Linked DNA regions of Mus musculus: region 1 is linked to region 2. A link is a contact called in public HiChIP or PLAC-seq data. All regions are on one chromosome and are shown on one strand. The core of a region is the stretch at or near the end of the contact, and the rest is flanking DNA. Distances in the headings are between cores, read along the strand shown.

Region 1 (5,928 bases), core at 1,963-4,462, 2.5 Mb after region 2:
AACAGGAATTCAGTTCCCACATCAGGTGGCTCATAACTGCCTCGAACTCTAGCTCCAGGGGGAATTCAATGCCTTTTGGTTTCCACAGGCACCTGCACTCATGTGTATGTATGCATACACAGACTCATACATATAATTAAAAATGAGACAAGTTATTAAAAAATGACAGACTGGGAAATAAACAAAGGAATAAATAAATAAAAGTTGGGGCTAGAGACACAACTCATTCAATAGGGTGCTTGTCCAGCATATTCAATCTTTGCATTCAATCCCCAGCAAAAACTTCAACCTGGCACATCAGGATAGATCCACATCTGTAATGCCATCATTTAGGAGATGGAGGCAAGAGCATTACAAGTTCAAAGTTATCCTTGGTTACATAATGACTTCAAAACCAGTCTGGATACAACAGACTTTTAAGCTCAACAAAAGAAAACAAAATGAAACCAGGTCTTCAACTGGATATGTAACCAAGGATACCCTTGAATTTCTAATTCTTCCCCTTGTACTTTGCAAGGGCTGGGATTACAGGCTTCTGCCACCATAACGACCCAGTGTATGTGGTGCTGGGGACCCTTTTTTTTTTTTTTTTTTTTTTTTGGAGAAAGGGTCTCATGCAATCCAGATTGGCTTGGAACATAGCCAAGGATGACCTTAACCTCTCAATTCTTGATTTTCTTGCTTCATTTCCCAAGTGTTGCCTGCACTCCTTGTATGTACAGCAAGGCTAACTGGGAACTCTTGTATCTTCTTGCCTTAGCATCCAGAGTCATGGGGTTAGGGATGTTTGATACCATACCCAGCTTCAAGTTAGGGTTTAAAAAAAAAAATCCGGGGGCTGGAGAGATGGCTTAGCGGGTAAGAGCACTGATTGCTCTTCCCAAGGTCCTGAGTTCAAATCCCAGCAACCACATGGTGGCTCACAACCATCCACAATGAGATCTGACGCCCTCTTCTGGTGTGTCTGAAGACAGATACAGTGTACTTATGTATAATAATAAATAAATCTTTAAAAAAATGTAAAAAATCCTATTGTTGGGCTGGAGAGATGGCTCAGCAGTTAAGAGCACTGACTGCTCTTCCAGAGGTCCTGAGTTCAATTCCCAGCAATCACAAGGTGGCTCACAACCATCTGTAATGGGATCTGATGCCCTCTTCTTGTGTGTCTGAAGACAGCAACAGTGTACTATACATTAATGTACAGTGTATATACATTAAATGAACAAATAAATTTTAAAAAACCCTGTTGTTAGTGTTTTTTAGACAGGTGTTACTATATAGCTCTAGTTGGCCTGGAACTCACTATGTAGACCAAACTGTCCTCTTGCCTGTGTATTTTTGGTGCTGGGCATGTGCTACCATGTCTGGCTTATGTTTTGGAGATAGAGTCTACATGTTCTTTGGTTTAGCTTTAAACTCAATGGACTCAATGGTGGAACACAGCCTTAAAGTTTGATCTTCCTCCCAAGTGCTAGAGTTACAGCATGTGCTATCATGCCAGGAGCACAAAGCAGGTTTTTTTTGTTTTGTTTTGTTTTTAAAGATTTATTTATTTACTGTATGTGGGTACACTGTAGCTGTAGGTTCTGAGCCTTCATGTGGTTGCTGGGAATTTTAGGACCTTTGGATCAACTCTGCTTGCTCTGGTAGGACCAGCTCTCTCTAGTCAACTCCTCTCACTCCAGACGCACCAGAAGAGGGCGCCAGATCTCATTACAGATGGTTGTGAGCCACGTGGTTTCTGGAATTTGAACTCAGGACCTTTGGTCCTGAGCAGGTCAGTGCTCTTACCCGCTGAGTCATCTTGCCAGCCCCAGCAAAGCAGTTTTTATATTTCCTATTCCTCTCAAATCTTTTGACAAAAACTGCCATTTGTTCTGGCCACTCTAATTAATTATACCCATTCATTTGAGCTGTTGACTATTTCTCAGTCATTGTCTTTCTCTCTCTCTCTCTCTCTCTTTTTTGGTTTTTCGAGACAGGGTTTTTCTGTATAGCCCTGGCTGTCCTGGAACTCACTTTGTAGACCAGGATGGCCTCGAACTCAGAAATCCGCCTGCCTCTGCCGGCCCCTCCTCCCCCAGTGCGGGATTAAAGGCGTGCGCCCGGCATTTTTCTCTTTTGATGGTGAAATATCTGTCACATAACAGGAACTGTATGAGTACTATCAAATATTTTATACTATGATCAAGGCATAACTGGTTATTACTTTTTGAGGTCTAAAGGGTCAATGACTGTGTGAGACAGGGAAGAAGGAAAGACTGGAGAAAGGCAGTCTTTGGATAGGAAGTTTCTCCACCCCACCGTTTCTAATAGGAGTTAATGGTCAATGAGCTTAAAGTACCCATCTTCTAGTCTAATTAACTTTTTGCTTCCTTTTTGGGGGACAAGGTCTTCTAATATGTTGCCTTGATTAGCCTCAAATGTGCTATGTTGCCCAGGCTTGAACTTGCAATGCTCCCACCACAGCCTTTGAAGTACCGTGAATATAAGAATGAGCTATTTTTACCAGCATCAGTAAAAATTTAAAGATGTAAAGATGGGAGAATTGACTTGAGTACTAAAAAAGTAATTTTAAAAAATTCTCAATGCTAACAGTAATTCCCAGATCGAATAATTTCCTTCTTTTTTTACCTCCACACAACGACCTCCAGCAAGTCTTAGGGATGAACTGTCATAGACTTTAGTACTCTGGTACAATCAAACGATACACGGAGCAATTTACTTCTTCCACTCTCTGAGATTCCGTTTACCAGTAATGGGGATAATAATAAAAGATATTTAAACTCCACAATCCAGGCCTACGGTAAGGAGACTTCGGCCTAAAATGATCGGAGGAGGCCGGGTTGTAGGATGTCTCCGTCAATCCGAGCCCCAGATCAAAAGCAGTGTCCTCGGTGGTCACCGCAGCAATACTGGCATCCCTAGACCCGAATGCCCACCTGACATGGGCGAGTCACACCTGGCTGCGCCTCACCTCGCCTCCAGAGCGCTGCGCCTCCACCTCCGAGCCTCGGCGGACCGTCCTAGCTTTACACCTCTGCGCACGCGCACACGCCGTCTCCGCGGCCGATTCGCCCGCTCCGGCAAGGCCCTAGTTGAACGTGCTGAATGCTTTTGCTCCCAGTGCGGCCACCGTCGTTTGGGGAGGGCAGGCAGGAGGGGGGCGGGGAAAAGGGTGGGAGTGGGTGAGCGCGCGCCGCCCGTCCGTCGTGGTTTCCTGGCTGCGCGCGGCGGTGGCCGAGTCGCCGCAGCTGTAGCAGCCGCCGCGAAGATGGCGGAGGGGTTGGAGCGTGTGCGGATCTCCGCATCGGAACTGCGAGGGATCCTGGCCACTCTGGCTCCGCAGGCCGGGAGCAGAGGTGAGTTGCGCCGCCCAGCTGCTGGGCCGGGCCTGCCCGCCCCGCCTCCCTCTCCTCTGCCTCCTCCCCGCCCCGTCCGCGGCGCTCCGAACCCCCGCCCCTTCCCCAACAGTGCGCCCGGGCCTGCGGCGGCCCCTGGGAGACAGCGAGGCTGTCGCTCCGCTCCCTCGGGCCCTCGGGGCAGAGCCCAAGCGCGAGTTTCAGCCTCCGCCCTCTTGCTCGGCGCGGCGCCGTGGTTGTTCTCCGGTGCCCTAACCCTCTCACGCCAGCGCCTGAGTTCCAGTCCGGAGGAGACACGAACTGGCTTGGGTGCTAGGGTCCGGTAGAGGCCCCGAGACGTATTGTTCCCAAAAGAATAGTCTGTGTATGTGTACCTTTCCGTAGTCCTCCGTTCCGCGTCGGAGAGGAGGAGCTGGGGAAATTGAGGAGAAAGGCTTAACAGGCTAGGACTTCCTTTGCTGAACTTACCCCCCCCCCCCACCCCCCAAGGCTGGTTTCTAGTGCTAGGCCACTGGAGGGATCCAGGACCTCAGAGAGCTGACTCGGTTTTGTTTTGGTCTTGGCGTGTGTGGGAGCAGTTGTGATCAGAGAGAATGCTTAATTTGCCAGTCTCCATTCGCATCAGAAAAGCGCGAGAAATATTTTGGTGTCTGGTCTCCTTCATTAGCCAGTGTTGCTTAGGATGACAGTTACAGAAGATACCTTCTCTAGGATTGTGGCTAGAATTTGTGAGGTTGGTTTTTATTGGCCAACTGAATTGGATTAACCAGGCTGTTTTCTCTCTCTCCTCTGGAAAATAGTAGTCACCACCTCTCCTGGCTCCGCCCCAAAACTAAGTTTAAAAGTTTACTCAGGGTGCTGAGGTTAAACGGCTTTATCTTGGTTCACATTTGGTGGAGAAGCTAAACTTTTGCCAAGGCAGCAGTATCTTTTATTTTGTGTTTGTTTTTCTTTTGAGACAAAGTCTCACCTTGTAGCCAATACTGGCCTTGAATTTACTGTGTAACCCAACCTGGCCTTGAGTTTGGATACTTTTCCTGACTGAAGCCTTCAGAGTGCTGGAATTATATGCATATGCCACCATACCCAACTTTCAAGTCAGAAACCTAAAATTTTAGTTTCGCCCCCACCCCATCCCCCAAACAAAAGTGGGTATAGATGCAGGTGTATAAATACTTGGCTACCAGCTTGTTTGCATTTGTATATACATTATAATTCTGTACTAGGATTTTATATAACTTGAGTACTGGATAATATTCTCACTAGTTCCTGTCACTTATGAACTGTTTAGTAGGTATTTTTAGTAGTCTCTCCACTGTAAGCAACAGATACTTACAAAAAAAAAGCTGTTTGCTACTCAGTGGAGCTTGGAGAGTGGTTTATAAAGTCCTCTCCTCCTCCTCCTCTTCCTCTTTTCCTTTGTTGAGACAGAGTCTCATATAGTCCAAGTAAGCTTCAAACTCTGTGGCCTTGAACTCTTGATCTTGCTGTCACTCCCCAAGTGCTGGGATTTGGAGGCATGGATTTGGCTGGGCTCTACTGTTCTTGAGTCCTTTGGTCCTTTGAGAGCGTGTCACAATTCGCCCATTGGTGCCTAGGAAAAGCTCCTCTAGTGGAACTTTTTTTTTTCTTCTTATATTCTATCATCATAGTAGCAGTTAGTCTCAGTATTCTAATGACATAGTCTAGGCAGTATTTTCATGAAATGATTCTGTTGGTTGTTGTTAGAGAGTTGGTGAGGATGAATGGTGTTGAAGATTGTAAAAGGAATTGCTTAATATTTGATTCAGTAGGAGGTATGTGATTGGGGTGTTGGTATCCTAAAGTTGTAGATTTGTTGTGATCAAGTTCACACACTGAAGTTGAAGATAGTTTCCCAGAGATATCTAGGACTGAGGCTTGCTATGCATGCCACTCTAATATGTGTATGTATGTGTAGATATATGTTTACATATGTAATATAATAAGTAAATAATGGTGTAATATACGATACATATATACCAGTAAATATGTTTATGCGATGCTGGGGGCTGCCCCTAGTGGCCTCCTATATATGAGACAGATACACTGGGCTACATTTCTTTCTCCTAATATGATAACCTAGAAATATTACAGACAGGAGAAATGCTAACCAGATGTGATATACACTCTTGTAATCCAGAACTTGGATGGCTGAGGCAGGAGGACTGAATTTGAGGTCTCTCTGGAATATCTATGGTGAGACTGTGACTCAAGAAAGGAAGGAAGGAAGGAAGAGGGGCTCAGCAGGTAAGAGCACTGACTGCTCTTTTGGAAGTCCTGAGCTCAATTCCCAGCAACCACATGATGGCTCACAACCATCTGTAATGAGATCCAAAGCCCTCTTCTGGTGTGTCTGAAGACAGCTACAGTGTGTTCATATACATAAAATAAAAGAGAAGAAAAGAAAGAAGGGGTAGACTTACAGGTTGTGTAGACAGAATAATTTAATGCCTGAACATGTTAGAGATCTTTGATTCTGAAATAATGAACTAGTTTGGGGTCTTTAAGATCTGAATAGGAGCCGGGTGTGGTGGCGCACGCCTTT
Region 2 (5,449 bases), core at 2,812-5,311:
CAGCTTTTGAGTACTCCGATCCAAACTTCTCCCCAGAGCATTAAACCCCCTTATCACACTGGCTCTGGGAAAGGCAAGCAGATAAGGTGAGTCTGTTTTCTCTCACCATGGGGCCTCTGACACTCGGCGCTCTTGGCACTTATTACTGAGGGACTGTATTGCTTTGACCGAGGGGAGCCATAGGCTCCAGCTTAGCTGAGGATGACAGCTTCAGGGAGCAATGCACTGCCAGCCTCCCAGACCCAGGTCTGACCTCAGGCTGCAGCCGGCCTCCCCTGGACCCCAGCCTCCTCCTGCTTCCCTTCTCTCAGACAGACAACAGCAGCAGTGGCTCTTTGGACCAGCTGGGCACTAATTGCCTAGCCTGCTCACTGCACTGGGCCCAAAGGGGCCAGGACAACCCCCCTTGGTTTTACTCATTTTACTTTGAATGGTCTGCATGTGGTTGAGGTGCAGGTGCCTGCAGAGGACTGGATCCCCTCCATCCCCAAGCTAGAGTTACAGGCAGTTGTGAGTGGCTTGGCCTGGGTGCTGGAAATGGAAACCAGGTCCCTGAGCAATCTCTCCACCTCTACATCACCCCAGCCTCCTCGAGCCTTGGTTTAAATGCAGGGAAACTGAGGCCCAGCTGAGAGCAGATATCTCAAAGTAGCTCCTGTCGGCTCTAAGCTAAGTGCTCATCCCTCAAGCCTAGCTATTTCACAAGACTGACCTGGCTGCTCTCTTCCTCTTCCAAGGCTTCTGGGACCATCCCACCACCTCCTAGGCACATGCTTTTAAAGTCTGTGTGTTCAAAAGTGAGTAAGCTGATCAACCCCTTCCGAACATTTACATGCTGGGTTCAACCCACCTCTAGTCCCCATATTGGGGGGGGGGGTGTAAATTACCTATCTCCACAAGATCTGGCTACAAACCAAGAGGGGCAGCCACCACTGGCTTGTAGTCACAGGATGGGACCCTCACACCAAGGGCCCTGCCACAGACACAGAATATGAGAAACCAGACAGTCCTCTTTCAAGCACCCGTCTGGGACTCTGTCCGTCCTCCTTGTTCCTACACAAACAGTACTCACTACCATAAACTAGCTCAGAGCCTGTGTGGGTGTTCCTGTGAGAAGTACATCTGGGGGTCAGGCAAGGGTAATCAATTAGCCTTAGGCCCTCTGGTCCAATTGGAGAAGAGCCATCTCTTAAGAGAAGAGCTGAACCCATAAATTCAGCTACAGTTGCTACTTGTTGCCCCAGGATGTTTCTCAGGCCCTCGGACGACTGTACAGCTCCTGAGCCTCTGTCCTCAGTCCCAAGAGGCCGGAGCATCCCTCTCTCCCATCAGTCTCCCCCAGCTTAAGTCTGCACATCTGTTTCATGTCCAACGAGCACCCTGTCTGCATACTCCTTCTCTGAAGCTCCTGTCCCAGGCAGCTCACCTGACTCGTCCCTACCGCTCAGACCATCACAGTTAAGTTGCCTACAGGGCCTCATTCCTTAGAATTGAGACATTCCCTCTTAGAGGGGAGGGGAGGGCTCATAAAACTCGGGAAACTCACTGAACACAGTGGGCTTGGAAACTCAGAAGGTTCCGAGACTCACCAGGTCCCTTCCCTGAGGTTAGATGAACAGTAAACAACGGATGGAGAGGGAAGACTGGGGGAGCTGATTGCCTGTGGTGCAGCTTGCAGGAGGCGCCACCCTTGCTAGTGTGGGCTTTTGATGTTACAGAGGCCTTTGAGTTACCCATGCCCCTGTAAATAACCCCAATAAACTAATTGGCTCACCGAGCCAGTCTTGGGTACCCTCTTTTCTTTCGAGTTAAGAGATGTTTATTTCACATCTCCCAGGAAAGAGTCACAAACGCATCTCCAGTCACCCTCTAACCCACCATCCATCCCTGAGGACGGGTAGATACTAGGACCAAGGAGGACACTGCTCCTCCCCACCAAGTTCCCCAACTCCTCTACCTGGTCAAATTCCCGCTTAAAAAGTCACAGCTGGAGAAGCACGCACCCACACATACACACGCACTCACATTACACACACTCGTGCATGTACATGCATACGCACAGCACACACACATACGCCTGTGTACACACACCCACATTTGCACATGCTCGAATCCCCACGGGACTCAGATTGTTTTTCTTAAAACTTGAACAGCTGCCTCCACAAGTTACAAATAGACATTAAAACTTCAGCAGCAAATGAAGGCCCAGTCTCTTAGGCACATGTGACACTCCCAGGAACAGTTTTAGACTACGGACATGCAGACTCATAGGACAGAGTCAAGTGTTTCCATATTTCTAGACACTTCGCCTGGAACACCCGGAGTTCTACCCCCATCCCCAAAGCCCAGTTCCTCTGCCTAACTTGGAGGGCCTTCACAACTCAAGCCTCCCTTGTCCACCTGAAGGCTGCACCCTGGCTGGTGAGCACTTTTGGCCACTCCAGGCAGCATGCATCGTGCTGCCATTTGCAACAAGCACAGCACACCCTCCTCAAATCCCCAATGCAAAAGGAGCAGAGTCTGGAGCAAGGCGTCTCTGCTCACCTGTTGCCACTGTTCAAGTCTGGGGTCACCTCCACCCAGGCTGAGACCTCCAGGGGCAAGGACTTATCTGATGTCCTCCTGCTGAGGCCCACAGTAGAGCTAAGGGCCTTGGGAATACACCAAGGCAGGGGGCAGAGGCAGTGTACTAAGACCCTGGCCCTTGAAAAGCACCTCCCACCCCTCCCACTCCTCCAACCCCTCCCACTCCTCTCCCCCATCCCCCACTTCCCTCCCCCCCCACCACCCCCCCACCCCGCCAGCAAATTCCGGGTCAGGATGGAAAATCCCACCTAAGGGCCACTGCACACACCATAGAAACAGTCTAACCAGGCTCTGTCACTCCAGGAGGTCGTGACCAAGTGGTAAAACTGGTCCACACCAGCTTCTGCCCAGAAATCTAGACACAGCTAAAGGCCCGTTCCCCCTCTCCGTTTCCAGTAAAGGGTCTGCCCTCTGCAACATGAGTTCCCAAACAGTTACTGATCAGTCCAGACCAGAGTGCGCTCACATGCGCGCGCGCGCGCGCGCGCGCACACACACACACACACACACACAGAGGCAACTCAGTCGGGGTTAATCTACAACCGGAACGGTCAGGCCTCAGTGAAGCAGCAACACAGTGCGCGTGAACAAAAACGTTGTAGGGGGCAGGTAGAGGACGCTGACCATTCCAACTTGCAGGTGAGGACCCAGACGACAGTGAACTATCAAAGACTGAACCTTGGCGTCCAAACTCTTAAAATTCATGGGTCAGATGGGAGAGGGCAGATCTCAAGGCAAAAACACCACCCGGATCCAAGAAAGAAGTGCAAAGCAGGTGCAGCAGGCCTACTAAAACAATGTTTCTCCTGTCCTTTCCAGCTCTGGAGAGCTTAAATGTAATCCCGGCTACCAAGTCCCAGCGGCAGGTGGAGGTATAGCTCTCTTACTAGAGGACGCTCGCCAGCGCACGCACTCAGAGCTGATGGGCGGCACCAATTTCCCAACCCTACACCCCAGGCACGCTCCTAGTCGCTCACATCCCTCGCGCCGCACCCCCGGGGCTCACCGGGCTTCGACCGGACAGCGAAAAGGTGGCATGACTGGAGAAGCGTGCAGTGCCCAAGCGGGGGGCGCGGTCGGTAACTGTGGCCGCCGGAGGGGGACTGGGCGTGCCGGGTGCAGGGGACACTCCAGTCGCCAAGCCCAGCGCCTCCACCTGGCGCGTCAAGCGTTCGAGCTGTGCCTGCAGCCGCTGGTTGTCCCGCTGCAGCTCGGCCACAGTACGAGCCAAGGGGCCGGCCAGGCGCAGCGCCTCTGCCACGCGCCGCTCCACGCCGCGCTGCAGCCCCTGCATGTCCTCGTGCAGCGCACGCACCGCACCCTCCAGCGCCGCCTCGTAGCGGCCCAGCGCCTCGCGCACTGTGTGCGCCTCCTCGGCGTCGGGGGACGGCTCCATGGCCGAGTGGGGCACACCGATCGGACAGCGGGCAGAACGCGGGAGACGTTGAGAGATCCGCAGCTCCTTGGGACGACTGGCGGGCCGCGGCTGGCTGAGCCCGAGGGGCGGCCGGAGGGGGCGGGAGCAGGGCGGGGCAGACCCCTAGAGCCCCAGGACTGGGCGCTGAGTGAGGAGGCGGGGCCGAGGGGGCGGGACAGCCCATTCCAGGACACCCCGCCCCTGGGGACTGGCCGGGTCGGTGCGGGATGCCTGGCCCCGGAGGCACTTAGTGAAAAGTTCTCCTTCTCTGCTTTGCAGGGATGTGGATCCCTGGGGGAGTAAGGAGTCCCATACACGCTTGACCCCAGGGAGTGGTGTGCGACCCGGTGAAAGATCTGGGAAGAAGACACTCGAAAGGACATTACTCTAGGAACAACAACTAAAAGAGTTATACATTTCCCTGTAGGTCCACTTTGGTTGGACTCTCCCCCCTGTTCAGGGAACCGCAGCAACTGTACACACACACACACACACACACCATAACCGCTCTGACTCACCTTTGTATGCATCTCCGGTCACCACCGGTACCATCCAGTTCGCAAATACTCACTTGTGAGACTTTTTAAAAAAATATTTATTTGACTTTATGTGTGTGAGCCTGCTTGTCTGTATCTACACAGCATGTGTGGTGCCCACATAAATCACAAAGTGGTGTCAGGATCCTCTAGAACTGGAGTTTCCAATAGTTGTGAGCCATCATGTGTGTGCTGGGAGCCGAGTTCTGGGGTTTCTCTGAAAGAGCAAAAAGTGCCCTAAACTGCTAAGCCCACACTTCAGCCCCCCACCTGTGACACTTTTGCCTGGGATTTCTTGCACCAGTTCTGAGATCAGGAAGAGTTATGTAGATGGTAAAATGCCCCTCCTATCCTCCTAGGCCTGCTCTCTGTGTGTGTGTGTGTGTGTGTGTGTGTGTGTGTGTGTGTGTGTGTGTGTTAAAGATGAACAGGAAGGTTGGGACCCAAATCCCAAAATCTTGCTATGAGCAACTTTGGGATCAAAAACTAGGATGTGCACTGCTGCCCCCCTCTTCCCCAAGCTCAGTCAAGAACCTCGATCCACCTGACAACCTTCAAACCTCTTTTTTTCTCCAGCACTCCTCTTATTCCAGAAAGTCCCCTTTCCCAGCCTAGAAACCCCAAACATCACCAAAGAAGGAGGGATGGAGGCAATTGTTGCTCAGGATAACAATATGATAGATGTTGTAAACATTTAAAATAAAGAAAAAACCATCTCATTCATTGTGCTAAAAGGCTTTCCTAACTCGATTTCTCTGGGCCTGGGCTATGGGAGGTGGCTCAAAGCCTGGAGAGGCCTAGTGAGATGATCCATAGGAGCAGGCTCAAAGGCTTGTTCTGGTCATACTGTTCTGCTTCCAAGGATGTCTGGGAGGCCCCAGACCCTCCTAGACTGCCCTTTCCTTCCCCC

What was found. HiChIP or PLAC-seq counts read pairs in DNA pulled down with a chosen protein or histone mark.
Region 1: a contact with region 2 is called in an H3K27ac HiChIP or PLAC-seq map of embryonic stem cells, with 4 times the contacts expected there. The contact joins the promoter of Smg6 here to the promoter of Smtnl2 in region 2.

Annotation. Positions count from the first base shown.
Region 1 is chr11:74,922,642-74,928,569 of GRCm38.p6, forward strand. It overlaps Smg6 (Smg-6 homolog, nonsense mediated mRNA decay factor (C. elegans)), which reads left to right and starts at 3,213. Exons shown (of 19, transcript NM_001002764.2): 1 at 3,213-3,362. The coding sequence starts at 3,275. Srr (serine racemase) reads right to left here and starts at 3,307. Exons shown (of 9, transcript NM_013761.5): 1 at 2,978-3,307.
Region 2 is chr11:72,407,652-72,413,100 of GRCm38.p6, forward strand. Smtnl2 (smoothelin-like 2) reads right to left here and starts at 4,062. Exons shown (of 8, transcript NM_177776.3): 1 at 3,593-4,062. The coding sequence starts at 3,982.